2 separate regions of the Arachis hypogaea genome follow, and region 2 is linked to region 1. The links are chromatin contacts, called in public Hi-C maps. All regions are on one chromosome and are shown on one strand. The core of a region is the stretch at or near the end of the contact, and the rest is flanking DNA. Distances in the headings are between cores, read along the strand shown.

What was found. A called contact is a pair of places that touch in the nucleus more often than the background predicts.
Region 2: a Hi-C map of leaf shows a contact between it and region 1, with 1.9 times the contacts expected there. The contact joins two enhancer-like sites. A contact is called at or near these places in 3 of 8 Hi-C or Micro-C datasets (leaf and an unstated tissue).

What each region holds. Positions count from the first base shown.
Region 1 is chr10:108,143,254-108,145,953 of arahy.Tifrunner.gnm2.J5K5, forward strand. No RefSeq gene overlaps it. Among protein-coding and RNA genes, the nearest start is that of LOC112716386, 23 kb to the right of the region's middle. Within about 2 kb of position 1,413, at least 3 of the 3 cell types and tissues checked have open chromatin away from gene starts, as enhancers often do.
Region 2 is chr10:108,189,341-108,192,040 of arahy.Tifrunner.gnm2.J5K5, forward strand. No RefSeq gene overlaps it. Among protein-coding and RNA genes, the nearest start is that of LOC140175751, 12 kb to the left of the region's middle. Within about 2 kb of position 1,436, at least 1 of the 3 cell types and tissues checked has open chromatin away from gene starts, as enhancers often do.

The DNA.
Region 1 (2,700 bases), core at 163-2,662:
TAGTTGTTGGGTAATGTTAGGTAACTAATAATGATTTTTTTGAACAATATAAACAACAGATGTTTAATTCACTAGGTGTATGGATGGTTATTTTAATATTAAGATTTAAGTGAATAATTTAAGAATGTAATATATTTTTACTTTATTAGATCTATTATTCATATTGTCCACAAAAATCATTATCTACCTGTACTTTTTTTTAGATATTAGATATATATCAAAAGGTATAGTTAGCTCTTTTGGATTAAAATCTTACACTAACAATTTAATAACTTTGTCTTCAATTTAATAGACTTTAATTTTTATTTTTGATCAAATAAACTCTTAAATATCAATTCTAATTGACAAAAAAAAATCTAAATATTTATAGCAATCGATTAATGATTAGTCTATTTTGTCAAACAGAACTAATATTTAAAAGTTTATTTTGTTAACAACAAGAATTAAAATTCATTTTGTTAAAGTCATAATCTTTCGAGTATCAAAATAGTTATTTATTATTTTTTTTCAAATTTAACATGACTACCTAATATCATAGCAACCATGTTAACCGTATATAAAAAATTAGCTATTAAATTAGTTATTTGTATAAGAATAAATTATAATTTTTGTCTCACAATTTTTTTTTTAAAATATTCCTAACATTTAATTGCATTTAATTTTGTTCCTATATTTTTAATTTGTGTCAAAATTATTTTTGGACATTAACTTCATGTGAAATGTTAAAGACAAAATTAAAAATATTTAAAAATAATTTTGACACAAATTAAAAATATTAGAGATAAAATTAAATGAATCGAAAACGTTAAAGACAAAATTGAATAAATTTAAACATTAAAGATATTTTTTAAAAAAATTACAAACGTTAAAAATAAAAAGTATATTTTATCCTTTATATAAAATATATATTTAAATCTATATTACACCTTGAGAATTTGAGAAATAAGACATGGATTATACATACACACAGAGACATGATCACTCATTTGATAGCTAACCTAGTATTTTTGTTACACGAATTAGAACATTATAAATAATCACAATACTAGTGTAATTAACAATTAAATTAAAATGATTACATGAAAAAAATATTCGGATGAGGGTCCATCAATAATAATAACTCACAGTATAAAAATATTTATAATAATCAAATAGAAGTTTGAAAATCTTTCACAGTATCATTATTTTTTCTCCCAACATAATTTTCTTGCTTATTTTTTCTGGTGGGGTGGGCTGAATTCTTCAGAAAAGGGCTGTCTTTTCCTTTATCTGGGTCCAAAAGAATTCTTCGAAGACCAACAATTTGAAGCCCAAGATAAGTGTAAAAACACTATTTACACAACAATTTAAAGCCCAAGATAAGTGTAAAAAGCCCAAGATATATAGAAAAACACACCTGGTAATAATTTAGAAAAACAAAAGCTTTATGGGCTTAGATTATTCACTTTATATGAGCCCAATCTATTTTCTTATGCAAAGGCCTACATTCCATAATAATTTTGTTTATGAAAATTATTAATCACTAAGATAGAAAGTATGAAACAAACACCAAAGAAAAAAAAACGGATCATACATTTATAGGAGGCAAACAAAAAGGATCTGAGCGGGGCTGAAAATTTTAATTTTTTCCAGAGGGAAAAAAATTTTTGGCTAAAAAAAAATGAACGATTCCTTAGTCTATTCTTCTTAAATCAACAATTTATTAAAGTATAAGTTGTTAAAAACTCATTATACTCGATGTTATATTAAAAATAAAATTATTTAATTTGCTTCGTATGTATATATATGTATTAGAACAATTTAACTAAGTATTTTGAATAATCATAGAAAAACTGCGGCAGAAAATAAAAAGGTCACCGTAAACTTTGGTGATAGTGATGAATCAAAGTTTTGAGAAAAGTTGAAGCAGACACATAAACGCAGGGATAGCCATATTACCATCAAGGTTGTTTTCTTCTTTTTCTACAACATGACAAATTATAACAAATCAACTTGAGCTTCTTTTTCCTCTTATGTGTGACTCTTTATGCATGCACTTATTCTTATCATATCAAACATCTAATGTATGCAATAAGCTAGAGGCCTAAAAGCTATTATTTCTCTTTTTTTATTTAATTACTCTGTTAATTTTATAGTTTTATTAAATTTTTAGTTTGGTCTTTATATTATAATAGTTTGTAATTAAGATTTTATATTAAAGAAAAACTTTTATCAATATAAGAATTCAATTATAAAAATTTAAACCGTAAAGACCTAATTAAAAAATTGATAAAATTATAGAAACTAATCAAATAATTAAACAATTTTTTCAAACTTCTAATCGTATAATTTTTTGGTGATATGTATGTGGGTTAGATATGATATGATTTTTTTTGTAATTTCTTTTTGTTTTTTGGTTGGGGAACATAGATAATGACTTGTTTGATTGAAGATTTCACAGAAACTAGGAACATTTCATTTTCATATCTATGTAATGTATGTGAGGTGTACTTCCCACTTTTATCTCTTTAATTTGATGCAGCCTGTGACATGATTCCGTGTTTTTCTGTTGTCCTCAAAGCTTCAATTACCAGTATACCAAACTCCTTTCTCCTTAGCTTATTTCAAAGGGTAAATTTATATATATATATATATATATATATATATATATATATATAATTATTTGGTTTGTTACTGTAGTTGCTAAATTTATAATTAAAT
Region 2 (2,700 bases), core at 186-2,685, 46 kb after region 1:
GAGGAAGGAGAAGGAGTGACTGAGTGAGTGAGACTTGAGACTTTGAGAGAGTGCGTAGCTTTGATTAGGGTTTCAACTTTCAACTTTCAATGAATGAAACCGCGGCGCCGTTTGGGCGAAAAAAAAAAAAAACGACTGAATTTCAGTTCGGTTCGATCGAACGGTTCTCGACCAGTTCGACGGTTCAATTCCGATTTTCAAATTTAGCGGTTATGCTATTTATTCGAACCGTCTTTTTGTCGGTTTACGGTTTGATCGATTCAACCGGCTGGTTCGAACCGATTTTTCAGAACCTAAATTCTCTTACTATTATGTAATATGTGCCTGCAAAATCGTCTTTGTCCGCAAAATTGGAAATTGACCCTCTCCATTTTTTTAATATTTGAGAGAATAAAATGTGATTTTTTATCTTTAATTCTATAAGTGGGACTAAAAATAAATATGAGAGAGAACAATAAATGATTAGATTAAATACTTAACACCATCTAAATTTTTTTATCGAGAAAATCCACTCCCTGCAAAATTTAAGTATAATGCTTAAAACAGTAAATATTTAAAAAAATTTATATATTAGTAAATATGATTTTTTTTATCTATCAGAAAAGCCGCAAATAAAGATAAATTATGTTTTTATAAAAATAGTTAAAGTGTTAGTGATTATTTTCCTCTTCAAAATGACGTTTTGATATCTTCACACAGCAAAATTTTTCTTATTTCATATTAAATATTAATTATAAAATATCACTGCTGTTTAATATTTTTTAGGACCTATTGTACGTAAAACATTGAAAATAAAATTATTATTTTCTCACAAAATATTAAAATCAATAAAAAAATAAATAAACAGAAATTTGTAATCGAGAAAAAAAAGTATTCACAATCATATTAGGAACATAATAAAATATTTAATATCAGTGGACAGTGGTTAGAAAATCTCAGCTTAAACAATATAACTTAACAAAATCAGTCAAAAAAGAATGTCAAAGGGTAAACGTGACGTTATAACTATAACCTTATTATACTAATACGAGATAAACATTTATACTAGCTTGACCAATTGTCTATGTACCTTTTCAACTCCATAAAATCTTGGGTTCAACCTAAGTTTTCAAAAAGATAAGAATTCTTGTGTCAAAGGGGAAATAAATTAAATTATTAAAAGAAAAAAATAAGGCCTAGTTATTATTTGTGGTGAAGACTTAGGAGTAGTTAAAATGGCAAAATCAAGTGAAACACTAATTGGAACCAATATGATCCTAGCATAGACCTATAATCTCATGCATGTCACTATCATAAAACACACTTTGGAATAATATAAATTGTCCATTACTAAGCCTACAAAAACATTCTTCAAACTTTTTCATGTCACATCCAAAGGCCACCGTCAACTCCCTATTTTGCAATATATATTTATCAACCATGGTGGCTATGTTATCAATATGGGCTTTTTATGAGGGATATTTTTGGCAAATTTTTTTTTGCCTTAGCCTCTGTCCGGCCCAGGAATGAAATAAAAATATTTTTTTATTCTACATTGGATTATAATAGAATTCATTGATTACTAAAAAAAATTAAAATTAGAATTCATTAAAATAATTAAATTTATAAAATAAAATTATAAATTATAAATTTTATTATATTTTATTTCATTTCATTTCATATCATATTAAGTAATATTGATTAAACATCAATTAATTTAAACTTACTTTCTATATTATTCAAGAAAATTAAATGTTACATGCTAGCGAATCATGCATGGTGATTAAGTCTTATGTGAAAGGTTTAGTTCATATATTACTTTAAAAGGTTAATTAACTAAAAAACTCATGATTATGTGTTCTAATCATGATAACACACATATAGTTATATACAAACCAAAATTAATGTCATATATGACTACTGTTAGTTTTAAATGGCCATCACACATAATATATTAGTAATAGAGATTTGAATTCTTTAATGTCAAGTACTAACATATGTCCATGTGACGTGTTGGAATCTTCTAATCTCATTGGTTGGCGTATAGTTTCAAGTTGCAATAATCATGCTCCATTAGGGGGAAAATTCAAAAAAATTAAAGGTTTTGAAGCATATCTTGGTCATGTTATTTGCATCTTATGATCATAAAATATAATTAATTAAAGACTAATCCCTCCTAAAAGTTTATAGCATAGTCCACTAATAACATGATGAGAACAATAAAGAAATTAAGCTTTTTCTCTCTTAGATAAATTATAGCTATAGCGGTTCACTCTAATCATTAAATTAATACTCTAATGAAAAAAATTCTATTAGTCTCTATAATTTTATTAAATTTTTAATTATATTTTATATTTTTATTTTAATTAAATTTTTACATTACTTTTAATTTTATAATTAGACAATTTTTGGTATAAAAAATATTAGAATTGACTGAATATTTTTCGCAAATTAAAAGTATTTATAATTAAAAACTAACTAGATGTTTAACCACATATTTTTTGAAAAAATATTTTATTAATTTTAATATTTGTGACATAAAAATAACCTAATTATAAAATTAAAAAAATTTAATTAAAAAATTAAAAAATATATAAAATTATAGAGACCAATAGAATAATTAAAAAAAAATTTATGAAATAGTAAGATTTTTATAATGTTAAGAACAACAAAAAATAAATAAAGTTCACAAAGTATTTGGAACTGGTCGGTTGTTCTTAA